Regions from separate parts of the Mus musculus genome. Here regions 1, 3, 4, 5, 6 and 7 are each linked to region 2. Evidence: chromatin contacts called from public Hi-C, HiChIP or PLAC-seq and promoter capture Hi-C data. All regions are on one chromosome and are shown on one strand. The core of a region is the stretch at or near the end of the contact, and the rest is flanking DNA. Distances in the headings are between cores, read along the strand shown. Region 1 holds the start of B330016D10Rik (RIKEN cDNA B330016D10 gene). Region 2 holds the start of Rcc2 (regulator of chromosome condensation 2). Region 3 overlaps Gm1667 (a long non-coding RNA gene). Region 4 overlaps Pax7 (paired box 7). Region 5 has its middle 38 kb from the start of Gm1667. Region 6 holds the start of Klhdc7a (kelch domain containing 7A). Region 7 overlaps Pax7 (paired box 7).

Region 1 (3,020 bases), core at 500-2,999, 840 kb before region 2:
ACCAACTAACCAAATAATGATTTGAATTGTTTTACTTGGTTACAAGACAAGAAAACATGGTGAACACAACATATTTTAAGTAATCACTACTAAAGGTTTCAGACTATTTATGTAATCTTAAAGACACAGTATACAGTTTTATAACTACCAAGCCCACCTATTCATGAAATTTGAAATCGAAACGCTTCTGCTAAATTTCTCTCATCTGGCAGTCATCAAAATCCCGATTGGTTCCTTCAACATGTTTTGACCTTTTCAGTCTGTCATCATAAGCTTTACCCCACTATTACAGAAAACATAAGCAGTCGCCATAATTACACATAGTGAGAAGACAAAAAAAGAGGTTTACTGTAGCCAAGACACAAATAGATGAGTCAGGACGGGCTGGTTCCTTTATGATACCAGGCTTTTGTGAAGAAAAACCACGTCAACCATTAGGGGGAAGAAAACTGCACAAAAGCTGGAAGTCAAATTTAGCAGCGTTTTTCAAGTTTTCTGGGTTTGCGAAATAGTGCCAGAATTTTCAGCATTACACACAACTAAGATTCGCATTTTTAAATATTCCTCAAGAAGACATTTGCTTTTTCGGAAAGTGAAAGGGCGATGGATGTCAGGCACGTATTTTATTATTTATTTTTAATAAACTCATAGCTTTTTGAAAATAAGTGGAAGTTAAATCGACAGAAGAAAGCCATCACAGCATATTTATTGTTCAGGCTTCTGGGTCAGGGAGAATGGGCCCTGAAAGCCTTGTGCTCCGAGGGCCAGCCAATGGAAGCCGAGCTCTCAGCGCTCCTCCACCTCGTGGGCTGCACGAGCCCCGCCTCCTGGTGCTAGGTTCCGCGGAGTTTCGGCACCTTTGTTGCTTTCGGGACCGAACTTGACTTTGTTTGCAGAGGTGGAGGATGCCGAGCCCGGTTCGCCCGTAAGCCGCTTCCCACGGCGGCGATTTAAGTTTCCCCACGCAGGATGTCATCCCTCGCACGGGGGGACACACCCCGCTTCCGATGGGCTCCCGGATCCCGCACGCCCTGGGGCTGCCTCTCCCGGTTCACACGCTGCTGCTGCTGCGGCGCCGGCGGCGGCTGCAGAGCCCGAGGGGCCTCGCGACCCCCAGGCGGAGAACAAAGGGGGCCGGGGCCGCGCCCGCCGCCGGCCACGCCCATCGCGAGCCGCGGGGCCGCGCCCCGAGCCCCTCCCCCGCCCCCGGGCCGCGCAAAATGGCGGCCGCGCTACAAAATGGCAGCCGGGCGGGCCGTGGCGTGGGGACGCTGTCCCCGCGCGCGGCCGGGGTTCCTTCCCACGCTGTCCATGAGCTCGCGCGCGTGTGCGCGTCACATCCCCGTGAACCCCGGGGGCCCCCCGAGTGTAGACGGGCAGGTCAGAGCGCACACGGGAGCGGAGCTAAGGAGGACGGGGTTCGGGGACCCCTGACCTAGCGCCTCCCTGCCACTCCCAAGCCCCGGCGGCTGCGCCTCCATCTTTTCAATGTCCCCGCCATTCCGCGTCTCCCAGTCCGCTCCCTTGTCCCCACGCTTCCTCCTTGGATGGGAGTGTGTCGTCGGTCGTGGGCTCGGCTAAGGCCGTGTACTTTTTGTTGGGACTTTTCGCTGTCTTCTCTCAGAAAATGGCTCGCTTTCCATTCATCCCCTCAGGTTCCCTTTGTAGCCCTCTTTCCAGAAACTTCTCAGGGTAGCTCGGCCAGCAGCGGCGGCGAGCTCCGCGGCCTTCTCCACCCTTCACTGTCATCCCACCCCGCGCATGCGCCTGGCGGCGGCGGGCCGCGGCCCAGGCGCGCGCCCGGGAGACTGTGAGAGTGGCGCGGGCGCGCGCGGGTCCGCGGGGGCGGTGCTCTCTCACAATGGAAAGGTTGCCTCCCCCTCCAACGTTTCCCTCCGCGGCGAGCGCAAGCGCACTCGGGCGACCTCGCGTTCCTTGGAGGGGCTGGGAGGAGGGAGAGAAATGGGTGGCCTTGCCGCGCGCGTGCGCAGTTCGGCGCCGTGCATTTTTTTTTTTTTCCGCGTTGCCTGTGTGATGAGAAGTGGATCTGAGGACCTTCTTGTCCTGTCCTCCTTTCTCAACCCCCCCTCCCCCCCCCCCCAGTCTCGAAAACGGGTCCCTCCGGCTTGGAGGCAGGCCGGACAAAGCCGAGGCAGTGGGGTCGTCTTGCCCACCCTCTCCCGATCCACGTTTGAGAGTTTCCCGATGGACCTGGAGACCCTGCAGGCCCCGGGTGTTGGGCTGCCGCATTGTTCTCGCCTGGAAAGCGGAGGCGAAGGTGCCCTTGCTGGCGGGCCGCGTGTGCAGACGGAGCTCGCCGGGCCGCTCGGGTTCCCTTCGCCGTGGGCTTGCGCCGCGGTGACCACAGTGACCGCGATCGCACTTCCCAAGAAGTGTAGTGGAAAGGACTGTCAGGGCTGTGGGTTCCTGGGGGTGGGGGGCGGGGAAACTAAGAAACCCAAAACCCCACTTGTCATGGAGCCCACCTATGTGAACCCAGAGTTTGAAGGGCAGCCAGAGAAATTGCCTCTCGGGTTATTAGTGTGGGGCGGAGTGTGAGCCAGGAGTCTCCGTGAAGAAAGCACGCTGGTTGTGACAGCCCCACGTCGGGGAGACCCCAGGCTGCCCTTGGCCCTGCTGCTCCCCGGCGTGGGGTGGCGTGGGGGTGGCGGAGCGGCCTGCAGGTGTGTGAGCGCCCTTGACCTCTGTGAGGTCACCCGCCCGGGCTCTGGGCGGAGCCGGATCCGCCTTCCCGGTGGGAACCATGAGCTGGTGACCGGTTCCTCCCGGAACCATTAGTGTGGAAAGCCAGGCTAGAGGTAGAATTCTAGCAAAGCTGTAATACACGGGTTGCAAATGAACACTGAGTCATACAGTCTGTAAATTTGGAGAATCCCTGCCGCACGTTTCTCTGAACAGAAATTATATTTAATAGGGTCTTTCAAATCATTTTTCCACCAGTAGGAAAATAAAGCAAATACTGAGTTGGTTTTTTTAAAGTGTCCTAAAACATTAAAAAA
Region 2 (2,917 bases), core at 192-2,691:
TCCGCGGGGGGTCGCGGGTGGGAGGGGAGCCCCGGGGTGGGGAGGGCCTCCGAGGAGCATGCGCGCTCACGGCCGCGCCGCGCGGGCCCCCACCATGCCCCGCGCGCACCGGCCGGGCCGACCGCGCCGGGCTAACACGGAGCATGCGCGCCGCGCGCCAGGCCCCGCCCCCCCGGGGCGCCCGAGCCGCAGCGGCGGGAACCTCAAAGCCCCGGCGCGAGCCGGCTGCTCCCCGCGGACTGCCCTCCCCCCTCGGGGGGAGGAAGAGACGCGGGGGTGGGGGGGAGGAGGGGGGTGGACGCACGGGGGGGAAGGAGGGACTGACAGCCCCCGCGTGGCCGCGCACACCCGGTCCCCCCCCTCCCCCGGCCCGGGACTGGCTCCCCGGAGTTCCCCCGCGCGGCGTGGGGGAGGGGCGGGGCGTGACCCCACGGCGCCCCTCCCCCCCAAAACCGCCAACCGCCCCCGCCCCACTCACGACGCGCTCCTTCGTGTGCTCGGGCTCCGTGATGATCGCGGCCGCGCCGGCCGCCTTGCCCGCCGTCGCCGGCCTGGCTGTGCGCTTGCCGCCGCCGGGGGCCCCGTCCAGCTCCGGGCCGTCCTCGTCGCCGCTGCTGCCGCCGCCGCTGCTGCTGCTGCAGCGCTCGGGCCGCTCGCGCTTCCTGCCCGCGGGGCCGCCGCGTCGCCGGGGCCCCGCGCGCGCCGTGCCGTTGCCCGAACTCGGCTCCTCCCAGGCCGCCCCCTTCTTCCTGGGCATGGTCGCCGGGCTGCGGGAGACACACGGGGCGCACAATGCACACGGGGCGGGCTGCGGGGCGGGGGAGGGGACGCGCGGCGCGGCGTGGGCCGCCCCACCTGCTGCTCCCTCGCCCCTCCCCACGCCGCGCGCCACGCGGGGACCCCCCCCTGTACCCCGGCCGGGCCCCAAGCACCTGCGAGCACGCGCGAAAAGAGGAACTTTCGTGGGGCCCCAGCCCGGCCCCCGCGGCCCGGCGCTCGCCCCGTCTGCTTTTTTTTTTTTTTTTTTTTTTTATTGATTTTGAACAATGGGATCTCTGTCTGTCTCCGATTAAACCACGTGGATCCGCCTTCCTTCCCCTTCTTATTCATTCCGTCCCCCAACCCCCCCTTCCCCAGCGTCTTTTTTTTTTTTTTTAACCTTTCTCGGGGGGGAAGGGGGAGGGAGAGGAGAAAAAAAAAGAGGAAAAAAAAAAAACTTTCCCAGACCCTGCAAACTGGTCCCAGACGGTTTCCAGCCCCTACCTGGTTGGAGTGATGAGAAACGAGGAGGGAAGCGACTGAAAGACGGGGTCGAAGGCTTCTTCTCTCCCCGGCCGGGACGAGGGCTCCAGCCCACTCACCAGATACACTTAAAATGTAAATACGAGCTTCCAGAACAAATGCTACAACACAAAACAGAAACACATGTGCGGCCGGGCGGCAAGCGAGCGCGCGCGCGGCGGGCGGCGAGGGGCCCCGGGTGCGCGCGCCCCCTACCGGCCGGAGGACCCCACCGCCCAGCCGGGCCGCCCACCCGAGCCTGCGTCCCGGACGCCCGGCGCCACGCCGCAGGCCCCGCTGGGCCCCGCCGCTTGCGCGCTCCGCACGCCCTTGCACGCAGCGCGGCCTGCGCGTCACAAGGCGTCTTCGGGGCTCGGGAGAGTGTCAGATTCTCTTGTTTTTTCCCCCTGAGCGTCTAGACAGGTCACCTGAGGACACTCGCTGGAAAATAGTTGCTTTGCTCACGCAGCAGCCAGCGAGGGACGTGCCCTAATTGAGTGATGGGAATGAAAAATGAACACAATTTGAGTAACTTTCTCCTGTGCAGACTCAGGGTAGATTTGATACGTCGTGGATGCGTCCAGAGTGTGCAGCCGGGTGCTGTTAGAATGATCAAGTTACATAAAGGTTTGGTGTAGTATGAAATTAGTAATTAGCTGGGGGACGTACTATGAAATTAGTAATTAGCATAGGTGGACTTGAAAGTACTTGTGATGGGAATTTTCTTCATTTTAAAAACGTATTTACCGCGCCTCAGTACAAGCAAGACTAGATGCAAAGGTGCTAGAAGCTTAGAATACAGACCTGGAGAACAAGATCTCTGCCCAGTTGGAAGGCGAAGTAAGAGGAAAGATTAAGAAATTACTGAAAGCATGGTACTTACCGGGTTCCAGGATCAAGGAAGGCGTTCCCTGGGAGAGCTGAGTTTTAAAATTGTAAAGAATCTGACCTGGCAGAAGTGGGAGAGGAAACCTTTCCCCTACCCCGTGGGACAGTGCAGGGTCTAGGAATCCGGGAAGAGAAGTGGCCAGAGGTGCTGGGGTCAAGGCTGAGGAGTCGACAGGGCCCCCCTCACAGGACCCGACAAGCCACGTGCACGATCGGCTTGGTTGGAACTAGGGGAAGGTTTGCATCTCAGTGTCACTTTCTCTTCTGACAAATGTTTTTCTTTGGGGTTTTGTTTCCGTCTCATGTAGCCCAGGCTGGCCTGAAACTGACCGTGTAGCCCAGGCTGACATTGAACCTGATCCTCCTACTTCTCTCTCTCTCTCTCGAGCGCCCGAGTTAACACTGAAAGTTTCTTTTTTGGCAACTTCCTTGGTTGACTAGAGAGAGTTTCTAGGGTCTTTGCAGTTCGTTCTTAATTACATCAAGAAGCGGGATGGGGGCGGGGGGAGGGTGCACAGGACCAAACGTTTGAAGGCAGGCGGAGAATCCTGGAGAACCAAATCTAAGTTATTTGATCAAAGTCACCAGCCTGGGTGGAAGCACTTATGTAAAACAACTCAGAAAATGAGCACCAACTGGTGCGTTTCAGGGATATTAGAAGCACCGTCTGAAAGCCTCTTAATAGACCTGGCATTCGAAAAGATTGAAGAGATTAAGCCGTGATGCTTTGATATAAAACATTAGAACC
Region 3 (2,911 bases), core at 355-2,854, 780 kb after region 2:
GGTGGGGTGATACCCAGGGGCACTTCCCCCTTCTCAGAGAAGGGGAAGGAGGAGTGGAGGGAGGGGCTGTGTGTGGGGGGGGGCTGGGAAGAGGGTGCTGTGATCAGGATGTAAAGTGAATTAATTAATTAATTAATTAATTAATTAATTAATTAATGAAAAATAAAAGAGGCCTGTGGGACCTGGGAGGCCAGCTGCACTATGGTTAGGCAGCCTTCAGGGTCAAAGAGCACAACCGATTTTCAGTGCTGCCTGTGGAGAGCAGACAAGGGCTTAGTCTAAGGCAGCTTCAGATGCCCCCTGGATCTCTGATGAGGCCTGAGTTATCCATCACAAAGAACTGTGGGCCATGTCCCTCCCTCCTCCAACTTATGAATCTGTGTGTGCTTCTTTCTATAGGTGTGAGGACGGACGTGGCCAGGGGTCACCTGTCTCTGCATCTTGGGCCATTCAGAGCTCCGGGCCAGGTCATTGTGAAGAGCTCCACTTCTCTGTAGGCCATTATGGTGAAAAGGAGTTTAGCAGACAAGGGCTCAGGACACGCCCCTTCTGTGCCCAGGCAGAGTGTGATGTCATCAGCAAAGCCAGCATGTATGTTGGGGTCAGAGGACAGGGTGTCAACTCTCACCTCTTCACCTTGTTTGAGACCGTCTCTCTGCCGGTGTGTGTGCTAGGCTACTGAGGATTGCCCTGTGTCTGATTCCGGTTCCCCAGTAGGGATTACATATGTCTGCACGGTTGCATCTACCGTGGGCTTTGGGGGTCTGAACTCCAGCTGTCAGGCTTACATGTCAATCACTTTGTCTCCTGAACCATCTCCCCAGCCCCATACTCCTCACCCTTGCTTTGATGGTCATCAAGCCCTTGGTAGTGGTCACCTGACTCTAAGTCCTAGTCTCTTTGCAGTAGGGTTCTCCCTTCCGTTGAATGCACTGCGTGGATTTTCCCTGTTTTCCCGCGGTTGGACTCCAGGGCCTTGTGCATAAGAGGCAAGCACTCCAACTCCGAGACACTGCCCTCGATGGCTGGCTCTGAATCAGATCGATAACCAAATACAGGCATCCCCATCTCTAAAAACCTTCTGAGATTGCATCGGAGAGAATGGAAGGCGCCTCCGCCTCCGTAGTTTAAACAGAAGGAGTTTTGCCTAGCAAAGGAGCATTAGCAGCCCTCAAACCTTCGAGACGGGAGAAGCAGGCTGTGAGCTGAGCCTTAGGGAAAACCTCCAGTCCCCAGAATCCTTCTGGGTCCCCTCCACCGTTACCAAGGAAACCAACAAATTGGGAAGCTCCTTAAGCATACCAAGCCAGTAAAAAGAGAAGCGCGCACCCCATTTCTCTTCCTATTTAAACTCTTTCCAAGCCCAGTCCTGTTCGTGTGACTCTGGTTGGGGAAGACTGAATCGCATCTGAAAGTCTTCCTTGCAAGAGGGTTATAGGGAAATTGGTTTTCTTTTCCTGGCTTCTTGGTATAAAAAGGCACGCGTGAAGGAGGTTGGAATAAATGTTGAACAAGAGAGCGCGCCGCATCCTCCTCGCCGCTAATCTCTCCACATCTGAGCGGTTCTTTTCTTGAAAGCCTCAGTCAGAAACCGGCTTTGAGCTCACTGAGAGGACGTTTGTCTGTTCAGCTCCACCGGGGGCTTACGGAGTGCGCTTGTTGGGTGGGTGGGGGCGGGGGCTGTTTAAAGCTGCCGCTGAGATGAAGGAAGCTGGGCGTGCTTCCTGCTGGAGTTCCTGGGCTACAAAGGGGCACAAATAAATAGAAAAGAAGCAAAGAAAACAGCAGGAGACAGTACTGTGGGAGGATGGGAGACAGCTCCGTGCAGGGAGTGCTTCCTACAGGCGCCAGCTGAGTTGAGTTCCGAGCCCCAGCTCTGTAAAAGTAAAAGGCAGGGCGGGTGTGACAACGCAAACTCCGAATCCCAGCTCTGGGGAGACTAAGATAGGAGAATCCTTGGGGCATAATGAGCAGCCTGCCTGACTAAACCAGTGAGTTCCAGGTTGAGCGGAAAGACCCTGTCTCAAAACTAGAGCCAGAGAGATGACTCGGTGGTTAAGTGCCCTGGCTGCTCTTGTACCCGACTCCGGTTCAGTTTCCAGCACCCACAGCGCAGCTCACAACCATCTGTAACTCCAGTTCCCGGGGATCCAACGCCCTCCTCTGGCCTCTAGAGGTACTGCACGCACGCGGTACACTGATATCCAGGCCAGTCAAAACACCACAGGCATGAAATAGTCTCTGCTATGGAGATCTCCCGTTTACTTCCAAAGCTTAAGACAGGGTTTCCGGGTCTGAACAGCCCAGCCCACAGGGGTGGCTATGAACCTCATCCAAGCCCACATCCTCCTGCCAAGTAAGGAGGGCTGCATCGTTCCCAGGACAGGCCCAGGTCATAGAGAGCAGGATTGCTGTCCTTCCCTGTCACAGGTCTGCCTCCTTGCTGAGGTAACTCAAGGTCTTGAAGTTCTGAGTCCCTGTTTGGCATTGCACAACAGCATCTTTATCCCAGCCTTGGGGGAAGTCCAGAGTCTCCTTGGCCGCTTCTACCTCCTCCATTCAAGGTGTGTCTGTCCTCTTTCTCATCAGAGCCCCAGCACAGTGGCTGCTAAACTTGGAGCTTTCTTTTGTTTGGGGAAGGGGACAGTGAACAAATGGTGTGTGTATATGCGTGCCCACACACGTGTGCATGAGTGTGCATGTGTGTCTGAGTGCGTTCATGTGTGTACATATGTGAGTGTGACTGTGTGCATGTCTGTGTATGTCTCTGTAAGTGTCTGTGTTTGTTCGTGCTTATGTGCATGCGTGTGTGTGTGTGTGTGTGTGTGTATGTGCATGTGAGTGTGTGCATTTGAATGTGCTTGTGTGTGTGTGTCTGTTTGTCTCTGTGTGTTCCTGTTTGTAGACTGGT
Region 4 (2,918 bases), core at 326-2,825, 880 kb after region 2:
TTTTTGAGTGGAATTTACATGGAAGGGTTTTAAAGCACACATAACAGTAGCCACGAGGCATCGAGGTGCTTTTTTGAGACTTTTACTTTTATTAAGGAGCCTTTTTTTTTCTTCCTGAAAACAGTTGTTACACATTACGTTGCATATCAATACTACATACTGCACAGAGAGGGCTCACTCAGCAAAGGGTGCTCTTTGTAAAGTTGAGGCCTTCGGTTAGTCTATGGCCATAGACCAAGTTAAGGCGACCTCTCTGTCCGCAGCCCCATTTGGGGTATACAAGGATATAAACACATAAACTGACAGCCTCGAGACAGCTTGAGAAGAGGGCTCTAGCTTTGAAACCCCAAAGGGAAGTTTCTCTCTGGGGCTTCGAAGGCCTGACTGGAGGGGGGGTGCATTCCGGGAATTCCTGAAAAATAGCCGCATCCCCTCCCACTCCACTAATGGGGTAATTAGGAAGCCCAGTTGGGGACCCTGGGTGATTGGAAGACGGGATGCCCCCTAAGTTTCTGTTACCCTGGGCCCTCCCTCTCTTTTTCCATACCCCTAACTCCCGCTGACCATGGGGAGGGGGTGGAAATGGGGTCAACACTTTCTGACCCTCTCGGTTGGGACTGGCCCCACTGGGGTCAGGCCGCGGGAGGGAGGAAACTCGCCTTCCCAAATCTAATCAAGGCAGAACGCGACCTAAGGGGGAAGCAGCGCCATTTGTAGCTAGATCTCTCCATAACTTCAAACAAAGTGGGGCCGGGGAGGGGCGAGACCGGGATTCCAAGGGGGAAAGAGCTTAGGGGAGGAGGGGGGCACTCAACATGAGAAGAGGAGGGGCCAGCAGGAGGAAGAGAAGGGGTCGAGGGCAAAGGGGAGGTGGGGGCCAAACGAAAGGATGTGGGGAGAGAGATGTGAAGGCCGGGTCAACAACTTAAGCCAGGGAGGAGAGGAGAAACGTCCGGCAGACCCCAGCACCCTCGGGAGGGGTGAGGGGCAATTGTGTGAGCCCCAAATCCAGTTTCCAAGCGCCCCAGAGCGCGTGTTTAGTCCTTTGGTGCAGGAGCTGAGTTGAGCTCTGGTGGGTTTCCAGGGACCAGGAGGCCGCCGCAGGTCTCTTAAAGTCCAGGGCTACCATGAATTGGCCTAGCGCTCACGAGGTCTAGGGTCAGCTCCCCGGCTCGGTTTCCAAACCTTAGAATCGAATGAGACCTAGTTTGAGTCAGGCAGCGGTGGGGTGGGACGGTGGGGACCAGGAGCCTCAGACAAGGGGTGAGAAAGTCGGAGAGCATCTGCAGAAAGGGAGCGATCGTGGAGAAGCACGTAGGAGAGACGACTGGGAGTGGCGTGTGGGGACGCTAAGAAGCGCCAAGAGGAGAGGGGGGCGCCGGGCTGCAGCGGGAAAGACAAAGGGACGAAGTCGCCGAGAGGCTGCCCCGGACTGCGATCGCGGCGGGCTGCAGAGCAAGCGGGGCTGGGCGGCGGGTCGCAGCGCTTTTGATGCTCGGCGTTGGGTGACACCAGTACAAAGGCGGCTCATCGTATTACCGCGCGGCCCGGCGGCTTCCCGGGATCCAGCCGCTTAATTAGAGGCGAGCGCGCCGAGCGGGTGGGGCGGGGACCCGGGCGGCGCGCTGTGACCCAGCGCTGGGCCTCGGCCAGCGGCGCAGCGGAGTGCGATCCTCCCCGCCTCCAGCCGGGTGCGAGGTTCGCGCCTTCCCCGCTTAGCTGTCCCAGGGCTAAGTTCTTGGGTCTGAGAGTCCTCAGCTCCAGGTTTTGTCTTCAGAGCCAGGGGTATGGGAAGCGGGGAACATTGAAAAGCGAGACCGCTTTGCACGAGAAAGCAAAGTGCTGCCTCCGTTCTTGTTCCATCCGCCGGTTCTCCTCGGCTGAGTGTTCGCGACCATCCGCCGGCTTGTACTCCTAGGCCCGGCAGCTCCGGGTGACCGATGCTGGAGCACCAAGGCTGGGCAGAACGCACCAGTCCCCAGCACATTATGCTTGCAACTTGGGACGCGTCGATGAATGTCTCTGCGCCTCGATTCCCACGGATAGAGATTTACACAAAGGTTCCCATCCTTGGTATGGGAGTCCAGACCCATTTGAAAGTCAGGTACAAGCTAAATAAAACTAACAAACCAAAGCCCAGCTCTTCTTCGCTGGAGCCCATAGGCGCAGAATTTTAAATATTGTGCAAAGAGGTGCCTCTGCTTCTTGAGGTAACACCCTGCTCAGAACCCCGCAGCTCCGTTTTTGACAACCCCAGTATTCTCAGAAGGGCCCCAGCGTCCCTGAGTGGAGCTCAGAATGAAGGAATTTAAATGAAGGGGGAGGGTGGGAAGTGAGCGCTAGCTGTCTGGCCTCACTGCACTCCTCTTCTTCTTCTTCTTCTTCTTCTTCTTCTTCTTCTTCTTCTTCTTCTTCTTCTTCTTCTTCTTCTTCTTCTTTTTTCTTCTTCCTCCTCCTCCTCTTCTTTCCTTCTTTTCTGTCTCCTCTCTGTCTCTGTCTCTCTGTCTGTCTCTGTCTCTCTGTCTCTGTCTCTGTCTCTCTCTGTCTCTCTCTGTCTCTCTCTCTCTCTCTCTCTCTCTCTCTCACACACACACACAGTCAAAAGATCTGAGAAACAAGTAGTTTCTAACTAGTTTTACTTAAAAACAGAGGCATCCTCCCACTTTTGTAATTGGAAGGGCCCTTTCCCAGACATTAAAAAAATTATTTGTTTGTTCACTTATTTATTAGCTTGTTTATTGTCTGGAGTTGAGTACTCATATGCGTATTAGAGGACAACTTGCGGGAGTCATTTCTCACTTTTCACCACTGTGACAAACTTAGGCCATCGGGCTTGAAGTATTTTTACTGGCTGAGCCTTCTCACAGGTCCCCTCACAGATAAGTACACGTGTGCCTCCCCTTCTGTCCTACAACACT
Region 5 (2,878 bases), core at 310-2,809, 830 kb after region 2:
GTTCTTCTCTCTTCCTCTGACTGAGGACCAGGGTGACCAGCTGCCTCGGCCTCCTGACTCTGATGGACTGCACCTTGAGCAGGGAGCTGAAAGAAGTAAAACCCTTTCTCCTTTAAGTTGTTTTTGTCTGAGGTCTCACTAGGTAGCCCTAGCTGACCTAGAACTCGCTTTATAGACCAGGCTGGCCTCGAACTCACAGAGACTCACCTTCCTCTGCCTCCCAGGTATTGGGATTAAAGGTGAGCACCACCGCATTCAGCTTGTCCGAGTATTTTATCTCAGCAACGGTAAAAACAAAACGAAACAAAGATACCAGGTTAAGGACCCTTCATTAGTCATTTAGTCACTCATTCATTAATTCATTAATTCATTCAACCTCTATTTACTGTAGAGTAGGAAAGCATTTAGTCCCCTGAACCTGGGTTCAGATCCCGCCTCTGCCACCGAGAACATCATGGCTGTCAGCCATCCGTCTAAAGCTCAGCGGTCTCAGCCTGCCCACCTGTAATTAGAGACAAGTTTCCTCTCCTTTGTGGGGGTCGGTCTGAAGAAAAGGAGTCAACCAGACCGGTCATGACACTTGACACCTGCCATAAGGGATGGTCACTTCTGTCAAGATGTCTACAAGCTGCCCGGCTGGATCCTCAGGTACATCAGACATATCAATGACCATAGGACCAAGGGACAAATATCACCAGATAGAAGAGCAGACAGCCTCAGGGAACAGTGGGCTTAAGGACTTGCCCTGGGACCACAGCTGGACTCCAAAGTCCCCATACCTGCTCAGCCAGGTCAAATCATCCACATATCTTATTTCTGTTTCATATATACATATATATATATATATACACATATACACATATACACACCTACACACATACACACATACACACATACACATATACACATATACATATACATATATATAGTATATGTGCGCATATGTATGCACATACATACATATATATAAAATTATGTATCTATTACATATATACATATATTACTTGTGTATATGTACGTACATATATATGCATATACATACATATATGTACACATATAAGCATACACATATACACACATACACACGTTTGCGCACACACACACACACACACACACACACACTTCTTTTGCAATTTTAGGGAGGGATGCAGGCCTGGGTGCACTCCCCATTCCCGGTAGGCTCTGAGTTTTCATCCACTGGCTCACTGGGAAGAATATGTCAGGAAATGGAGGTTTCAGTCAGGAGCACAAACCTCCCTTGTCCAACTGGTAGGTCCCAGAGAGATGCCGAGCCCTCTTCAGCCCAGAGCCTGGGGTCCCACATCAGTATATACAAGGAGACAGAGTCTAGGCCTGCGAGTGTAGAGACGCCAGCCAGCCTTCCCTCCCCTCTGTGGGTTCCCCACTCGCTTCAGATGCCAAGCAACTCCCTGATACAATCAGGAACACGGAGCCTCGGGACTGGCCAAGGTCACAGCCAGACCCTTACTGCAGTCTGCTGGGCCACCATGGTGATCATGAGACCCCAGAAGAGAGGCTCCACAGCCCAGCCACAGCAGAGCCTTGACTCTGCTGCCCTCTGGTGGCTGCTGGCATCAGGTTCCATTTGCAGGTCCCTAGCAGAACCTGGAAGGAGAGTGAGTCTGAGCTCAAGAGGATTAACATGTAGAAAAGGCCACTTTCTCCAGCACAGACTGGAGAGAGGCCACAGGGAAACCCTTAGAGACTGGGCAGTGCAGAGTGGTAAGTATGGAAGAGCCTTGAGCTTAGATACTCGGGCTCTAGCTGGGCCCAACGAGGCTAATTATAAAGGGCCTGTAATCTCTGAGCTTCTCCTCAAGGGGCAAGTCACTTTCTCTTCCCTCAAATCTACCTGCCTGCTCTCATCCTGACCCACAGAACACAGAGCTGCAGCTTTGCACAGGTCCCAAGGCTGTGGGCATCCTCCAGTCTTAGATCGTCTGCCAGTGCCTTGGCCTTCTCAGACAGTCGCACCTCGGCTGCCCTGTTACCCGGTTCCAGTTGCCACAGGTAGGATGCTCCATCAGATACCCTTTGAGCTCAGCCTGAGCTGGGGCTGAGAGGGTGCCAGGCCTCTGGGATGTACCAGCTCCAGCCACTGCCATGTGACCAGTCCTGGCAGAGAAAGGCCGCAGGGCAGAACCCAGTCAGCCAGGCATGTGAGGCCACTGCGATAGAGATCAGTCTGGACCACGAAATTTGGGCTAGCTAATTAGGAGAAACGAGAAACCCAACGTCAGCGGCTGTGTGACCATGGGCCGGTCACTTAGCTTCTCTGAGTGTTTGAATCTGTACAAGGTGGCACACTCAGCGAGAGGAACCATGGAGATTGCATGGGAGATGGATGCTGTGTGCCGTTGTACTGGCTTCTCAGACTGGCTAGGAGCTGATGTGAGCTGAACCACGGGTGGCCAGCGCTGGGAGGCGGGTCTAGGAGGCGGGTCTTGGAGGCGGGTCTTGGAGGCGGGTCTTGGAGGCGGGTCCGCACCGTGCCCCTCCTTCCTTCCTTAGTCCTGTGCAGGTCTCATGTGCTGCCAGGACTCAGTTTTACAAGTGAAGTAACAATTTCAAAACAAACAAACAAAAAAACCCTCCCAAAGCACAGTGTAAGAAACAGTGATGTGGAGAGGGTGGAAGACAGGTGATTTATTAGGTCGCAACAGAGCTGGGATCCAAGTCTTGGGATAGAGAGAGCATGCAATAAGAGCTAATTCATCATCTTCACTATCATTGCCATCTTTATTACCATCTCCATCATCACCTCCTTCATCACTTCTTCAGATAGTGGAGATGATAGTGGATCATCTCCACTATCTCCATCATCCTCATTGCCACCACAAGCCCCATCATCATCTCC
Region 6 (2,742 bases), core at 133-2,632, 730 kb after region 2:
GATCACTAATTGAGAAAATGCCTTACAGCTGGATCTCATGGAGGCATTTCCTCAACTGAAGCTCCTTCCTTTCTCTGTGATAACTCCAGCCTGTGTCAAGTTGACACAAAACTAGCCAGTACAGGGCCCAGGGAGGTTTGGAGTTTGACTGGACCTAGACGGCTGGAAAGATCCCCACCGGCAAAGATAAGGAGGCCTGGCCTGCAGGAGTCAACAAAGTAGGGCACACTAGACTGCCACATGCAGAAGGGTAAACTGAGGCTGTTGGGTGGAGGCTCACACACATAAGGACCTCCTAAGGGGATCCCAGGAGGCCAGCAAGATGACACTCCAGTCAAGCAAGGTGGCCTGAGTTCAACCCTCAGGATTTGCACGGCAGAAGGAGAACAGAATCCTTGGGCTGTCCTCTGATGTCACATGTGCCTATGTGTATTACCCACACATGCACTTGCACACACACACACACACACACACACACACACACACACACACACACACACACACACACACACACACACACAAATATAACAAAAAAGTTTAGAGTTTTCCCAAGGCCAGAACCCTCAGAACCAAGTTCCTGGGCCTTCAAATTGGATCGTCCTTTCACTTTGCAACCTGAAGACAACCTTTAAAAAGTGGAGCGTGTGCGTTGGGCATCTCGGCAGCTGAGGACCTGAATCCTGGGCACAGATGGAGGCTTACCCAGAGCAGGCCTGGGCCCCCACTCTTGCTCAGTGACTTTACCTCCCTTAAAACTGTGACCTCAGCACCCACCCTTGAGAACCAGTAAAAAAACCTGCACATGGGGGAGATAAAAACAGCCAAGCCTTGCTGAGCTTTAGCAACAACATGGGGCTTCATGCATGTTGACTACTCTACCTGATGAGCTAATGATGCGGTCACCCTCTGTCTCTCGCCACTTTTCAGGCAGGCACAGAGAAGTAAAGTTACTTGCCCAAGGTCACACAGCTGGTGAACGGCAGATTTGAGTCTGGGGTCCACAGTGCTGATGTGGGTTGGGGGTTGTGAGGAGTCACTCCTCCACAGGCCTCTTTTCCTATGAGGTTGGCTCATCATGAAGAGGAGGCAGGGTCTCTAAGGTCTCATTTTGTCTGGGTGCTAAGGTCTTGTATTTCCTGGCTGCTTCAGCAAAGCTAGTTTCTCTTCAACTTGTTGAGTAGAGGAGGAGGGCAGAGGCAGCCAAGGGCCCAGTCAGGTGGCTTGGCCGCCAGCCCAGGCCCAGCGTCCTCACTGTTTCATTGCTTGGCTGGTTAAAAGCTGACCCCTCAGTTAGGGCCAAGGCCATCCCCATACGCCTGTTAACTGTGGCTCCACCTGCTCCGGGAACCAAGGCAAAAGCTGCCCCAAGCTTCCAACCTAAGGATTTGCAAAAGAGAAAATAAACACCCTCACACACAGACCAACAGTGTGGCTTCTAGGCATCTGGTGACAGTTCTGCTCAGAGATTCCTTCCTCTTTGAATCCCTGTTGGACACTCCCTCCCACCAGGGGCTGCAGGTGACTGATCTGAAGCTCGGGCCCCTCCAGTCGGGACCCTCCCTCCTTTCAGGCAAGGATCCAAAGAGGCCAGCTGCAACCTTAGCCATCCCCTGCCCCATTGCCGACTCAGTGGACTCAAAGTCACCTCTGCTCCAGCAACCGCTGGCCAGATCCGGCTAGGGACTCCCTCCCACTCCACAGCAGGATCCAGGAACTGGTCCCTATTGGGCAATCATTAATCGGATTCTTGGCATTCCTCTGTCCCTGGCCAGCATGCTCCCCACTGGAGAAGGAGCAGAGGGCCAGGACTGGCATTTGGACATGCAGCTGCCCAGCAAGGTGGTGCTGTCCGCAGCTGCGCTGCTCCTGGTAACTGCGGCTTACAAACTCTACAAGTCCAGACCTGCCCCAGTCGGGCAGGCAGGGAGAAACAACAAGGACCACAAAGCAGAAAATGAAACAGAGGCCTTGGGACAACTTGCCTTCCAGGAGGCTCCACCGGGGACCCTGCCAAGGGGTCGAAGACGCAGGAAGGCCAGCAAGGGGGCTGGGACCTCACTGGACTACAGCTTGGTGGATCCAGAAGACCCCTGCATCCTGGACATTTCCAGGTCTGAAGAGGCCACAAGAAAAGGCTCTGATGAAAGTCAGGGCAGGCAGTGTCCAGACTCTCAGCAGGTGCCTCCTCCCTGTGGTGGCCAGGAAGCCGGAACAGATGTTAGAGGTAAGCCCAACCCTCCCCACCTCCCTCATTCAGGCTGTGAACCTACGAGCTCCTCAGGCAGACTTATCCCAGGAGTGGGTGGCAGCTGTGTGGGTGACAAGCTCTCTCCATGGCCAGACAGCAGACCCCCAGAGGAAACAGGATCTGGGGACCTGGAAGCCCCCAACGGTTGGACTGATCTTACACTGGTCAATGGTGACATGAACCAGAGTTGGATCTTCACCCACATGACAGGGGTCAGCAGGGGAGAGGCCGGGGTCCTCCAGGCTGCTGCAGACATGGGCTTGGCCACGCAGCAGCAGGAAGGAGCCACCAACGCCTCCCATACTTTCTCATCTGTGGCCCGGATCCGGATGGAGGAGAATATTATACAAAAGGCAGAGGGACCAGGGCTGAAGGGCAGAGTATATGACTATTTCGTGGAGTCCACGTCGAAGGCTGACTCCAGGCCAGTCCCCTGCCCAGCAGCTCTGGCTGATGCTCCATCCCCTGGGCCTGGACCAGAGCCCCTTGTCACT
Region 7 (2,756 bases), core at 175-2,674, 960 kb after region 2:
ATCCATCTGCCCATCTCTAACCGTCCCTGGAGTGGGTGGGGGCAGGGGGGCAGGGATGGGGCACATGGTAGATTAATATGGCCCCGGTGTTCCCAGAGGCCAGGGCCATACTAATGATGGGGCTGATAGAACGCAGGAGTGTGAAAAGAATTTTAATAGATCTGACAACTCTAATAAGAATTTGTGTCTGGAAGGGTCCTCCTCTGGGGCTGCGCTCTGACGAGCTCCTGATGGCTGGGATCTGTTTACTGGTTGGCATTGCTGGCCCAGCTCCTGCCAACTCTTGATTAATGTAATTGGAGACGTTCAGAGCCCAGGCGGGGTGTGAGGCAGGAGAAGGGAGACACGGAGGGACAGAAGGACATCCAGGGTTGTTGACAGAGTCCCTAATGAGGAATGTCACCTTCCTGTCTTCTTGTCCAGCCTTTTGGCTCTACCCTAGGAAGAGGCAAGCACGCCCTACAGTTGGCCCGTTGGGTGCTCTGGAAGTTGCAGGGGGTCAGCAGGAAAGTTTGGCTTCTGAGTGCTTCCTTGCCTACCTCAAGGAGGGAAAGTTCCTACTGTGTACTGGGGCAGAGTGGATAGAGGTGCCAGAGAAACGATTCTTTATTTTGTTTTCCTTTATTTATGTGTGTATGTGTTCATGCATGTATGTATGCATTAATGTGTGTGCAGTTGTGCATGTGGAGGTCAGAGGTCAGGCTCAGGTCTCACCTGTAGACACTATCCCCAGCATCTCTCACTGGCCTGGAACTTACTAAACAGACCAGCAGGCATGTTGTCTATTGAGCCCCAGGGATCCAGATGCCTCTGTCTCCCCTGGGCTGGGGTCCAGACACCACCATGTCTGGCTTTCCTGCATGGGCTCTAGGGATCCGCTTTTCCTGTTTGCACAGCTTTGTCGATGGAGCCGTGACCATGGGTGCCCATGGGTAACTCTGGGCTGGCAACTGTGCTGTGCCTCGGGTTTTATTTTTCTCAAGTGGGAACTGTCCTGCCCAAGGCACAGAACCCACCTTCCCCTAGTATACAGTAAGTGCCAACCAAGTGTGGGCTCTGCCTTTGCTGTTAGCATGGCTCAGTGATGGACCTCTCAGACACCCCATCCACGGAATAACTGTAGTGGTCGTGTCAGGGCCCAGCATGGGACAGGCTGAGGCAAAGTAAGCCACAGCTCCCTGAGACTAAAGAAAGTTCACCTGAGGTGATGTGTGCTCTTGGTAAACCTTGCCTGGAGTGGAAAAGGTCACCGTGGGCATGTGGGGTGGGCGGAGGGCCTCAGTCGTGAGGGCTGTATGCACACCAGGGGCCATTGCCAAGATGCTGATACCACAAGATAATTCCCAGGGGCTGCTGGTGAGGCCCAAGGCTATGGAGCTGTCACCAGCCTGCCTGAGTCTGAAAGTGTAAGAGGAACCAGCTGATTATAGTCAGAGTCTCTAGAGACCTTAGTTCTACATTTCACCAAACAGGGACAGGGGACAGTCCCACTATCTGGCTTATATGACTGGAAAAATACCTAAAAGTACCCTGAGTACAGCATTGGGAGCAGGATAGCACAGGGCTAAATCTCTGGGGTTTCTGTTTCTATCCCTTCAGCCCTCTAAGAGGGTGGCTTACTGATCCATGGACCCTGACACCCAAGGAGAAATGACAGTGTGACCAGAGCTTTAAAGTTTTCCTTCAGCAAGAGTTGGCAACTCCCCACTCCCCATTCACAGCCAGGCAAGGGTGGCCATAGCTGCCTCTGCTCTGCTACCTTGGAGCCTGAGGCTGAGTGAGTGACGTCACCAGCCCAGGAACTCAGCATAGATCTTCCCCTCCACTCACCCACTATGAGCCTGGCTGGAGAGGCACACACACGATTCAAAGACACCCCAGGACATTTTCATAGCCTTTAGGAGTGGGGAGGCTTGTCCTGAGCCTTCTATGACAGCGTGTTTTAAAACAGTGTCTGTACCCCAGCTTTCAAGTAGATAAACTAACATAAAGGAAGACCAGTTTGCTCAAAACCATATGACTGGGAATGTACCCAGGAATGGCCACCCTTTTCTCCATGCCACCGCTAAAGGTCACATTTCTTCTAGGCCTGCGCTCACAAGCACCACACTCTACCTTCACACTATGTGTGTGGATTCTTTGCCTGCAGTTCTTTGGTTCATATGCTCCATCCCATGATATAGACAAGGAAACTGAGGCTGAAATGCTATGGCCCAGGTCACACTCAAGGTTGGGAGGCAACTATTGAGATTGTCCCTTTGGACTCCCTGGTCTCACCATCAAGCTGTGTCCCCTGCCTCCTGGCTCTACCTCCCCCTGCCCTGCTTTAAGCAGAAGATGCCACGCTTGGGGAAGCACAGAGATAGTCTACAGGGAGCCCTGAAAGGCGGGTAACAGAGGGAGCCTTGTGACTCTCCGTGCCCAGCTTTCACCTCTCTATGCATGGGGGTTCTGTGGGGGCACACTGGTTATAGTCACAAGACCTAAAGGCCCTGGGAGGCCCTGGACCTTTGCCTGTCCAGTGCCTTAGTCAGGAAAGATGTCTGCTAGAGCTTCAATTAGGACAGATCCACATGCTTCGCAGGCCAGCCATTGTAGTTGCACATGACAGACATCTGTGTCTTCCTCAGGTGAGCTCTTATGCTTGCAGGACCTGTGTGTGCATAGGTATCTGTTTACAAGGAGCAAGGGGCTCACACAGGTGTGTGTGTCTGTATGTGTGTGTGTCTCAAATGGGCATGGGTAGGTATTGTTAT

Evidence for each region. Promoter capture Hi-C pulls out the DNA fragments that hold promoters and counts their contacts. Hi-C and Micro-C count contacts between places; a contact is called where the count stands out from the background. HiChIP or PLAC-seq counts read pairs in DNA pulled down with a chosen protein or histone mark. Capture Hi-C pulls out chosen DNA fragments and counts their contacts.
Region 1: a Hi-C map of CD8 T cells shows a contact between it and region 2, with 4 times the contacts expected there. The contact joins the promoter of B330016D10Rik here to the promoter of Rcc2 in region 2. A contact is called at or near these places in 2 of 39 promoter capture datasets (the C10 cell line and pre-B cells), 5 of 484 Hi-C or Micro-C datasets (CD4 T cells, CD8 T cells, the G1E-ER4 cell line and 1 more), 3 of 115 datasets of contacts at active chromatin or transcription factors (memory CD8 T cells, microglia and thymic regulatory T cells) and 1 of 9 other capture datasets (liver).
Region 3: a contact with region 2 is called in an H3K4me3 HiChIP or PLAC-seq map of forebrain, with 5 times the contacts expected there. The contact joins the enhancer-like site here to the promoter of Rcc2 in region 2. A contact is called at or near these places in 6 of 115 datasets of contacts at active chromatin or transcription factors (astrocytes, embryonic basal ganglia, embryonic forebrain and 3 more).
Region 4: an H3K27ac HiChIP or PLAC-seq map of embryonic stem cells shows a contact between it and region 2, with 4 times the contacts expected there. The contact joins the enhancer-like site here to the promoter of Rcc2 in region 2. A contact is called at or near these places in 3 of 39 promoter capture datasets (embryonic stem cells, hippocampal neurons and liver) and 6 of 115 datasets of contacts at active chromatin or transcription factors (embryonic forebrain, embryonic hindbrain, embryonic midbrain and 2 more).
Region 5: an H3K27ac HiChIP or PLAC-seq map of large pre-B cells shows a contact between it and region 2, with 9 times the contacts expected there. The contact joins the enhancer-like site here to the promoter of Rcc2 in region 2. A contact is called at or near these places in 5 of 39 promoter capture datasets (the 3T3-L1 cell line, embryonic stem cells, frontonasal cranial neural crest and 2 more), 2 of 15 datasets of contacts at CTCF or cohesin (embryonic stem cells and large pre-B cells), 7 of 484 Hi-C or Micro-C datasets (cerebellar granule neurons, cerebellum, cortical neurons and 4 more) and 13 of 115 datasets of contacts at active chromatin or transcription factors (acute myeloid leukemia, astrocytes, craniofacial prominence and 10 more).
Region 6: a contact with region 2 is called in a promoter capture Hi-C map of adipose tissue. The contact joins the promoter of Klhdc7a here to the promoter of Rcc2 in region 2. A contact is called at or near these places in 2 of 39 promoter capture datasets (both in liver), 2 of 484 Hi-C or Micro-C datasets (embryonic stem cells and liver), 12 of 115 datasets of contacts at active chromatin or transcription factors (cardiomyocytes, embryonic midbrain, embryonic stem cells and 3 more) and 1 of 9 other capture datasets (adipose tissue).
Region 7: a promoter capture Hi-C map of pre-B cells shows a contact between it and region 2, with 3 times the contacts expected there. The contact joins the enhancer-like site here to the promoter of Rcc2 in region 2. A contact is called at or near these places in 3 of 39 promoter capture datasets (the C10 cell line, hippocampal neurons and pre-B cells), 1 of 15 datasets of contacts at CTCF or cohesin (large pre-B cells) and 3 of 115 datasets of contacts at active chromatin or transcription factors (large pre-B cells, pancreatic cancer cells and pro-B cells).

What each region holds. Positions count from the first base shown.
Region 1 is chr4:141,544,891-141,547,910 of GRCm38.p6, reverse strand. B330016D10Rik (RIKEN cDNA B330016D10 gene) reads right to left here and starts at 1,749. Exons shown (of 1, transcript NR_030695.1): 1 at 1-1,749.
Region 2 is chr4:140,699,997-140,702,913 of GRCm38.p6, reverse strand. It overlaps Rcc2 (regulator of chromosome condensation 2), which reads right to left and starts at 1,441. Exons shown (of 13, transcript NM_173867.5): 1 at 1,264-1,441; 2 at 479-767. The coding sequence starts at 757.
Region 3 is chr4:139,924,709-139,927,619 of GRCm38.p6, reverse strand. All of the region lies in intron 3 of Gm1667 (a long non-coding RNA gene), which reads right to left. 4933427I22Rik (RIKEN cDNA 4933427I22 gene) reads left to right here. Exons shown (of 3, transcript NR_045159.1): 3 at 400-1,509. Among named protein-coding and RNA genes, the nearest start is that of Gm1667, 16 kb to the right of the region's middle. Within about 2 kb of position 1,604, at least 58 of the 459 cell types and tissues checked have an H3K27ac peak or open chromatin away from gene starts, as enhancers often do. A contact at or near this core is called in embryonic forebrain and forebrain, where this site is marked.
Region 4 is chr4:139,820,273-139,823,190 of GRCm38.p6, reverse strand. The region is part of intron 4 of Pax7 (paired box 7); the gene reads left to right. Among named protein-coding and RNA genes, the nearest start is that of Pax7, 11 kb to the left of the region's middle. Within about 2 kb of position 1,575, at least 34 of the 459 cell types and tissues checked have an H3K27ac peak or open chromatin away from gene starts, as enhancers often do.
Region 5 is chr4:139,871,487-139,874,364 of GRCm38.p6, reverse strand. No RefSeq gene overlaps it. Among named protein-coding and RNA genes, the nearest start is that of Gm1667, 38 kb to the left of the region's middle. Within about 2 kb of position 1,559, at least 11 of the 459 cell types and tissues checked have an H3K27ac peak or open chromatin away from gene starts, as enhancers often do.
Region 6 is chr4:139,966,666-139,969,407 of GRCm38.p6, reverse strand. It overlaps Klhdc7a (kelch domain containing 7A), which reads left to right and starts at 1,382. Exons shown (of 1, transcript NM_173427.2): 1 at 1,382-2,742. The coding sequence starts at 1,774. It overlaps Mir2139 (microRNA 2139), which reads left to right and starts at 1,788; the gene lies at 1,788-1,882.
Region 7 is chr4:139,742,484-139,745,239 of GRCm38.p6, reverse strand. The region is part of intron 8 of Pax7 (paired box 7); the gene reads left to right. Among named protein-coding and RNA genes, the nearest start is that of Gm42334, 8.9 kb to the right of the region's middle. Within about 2 kb of position 1,424, at least 24 of the 459 cell types and tissues checked have an H3K27ac peak or open chromatin away from gene starts, as enhancers often do. A contact at or near this core is called in pre-B cells and pro-B cells, where this site is marked.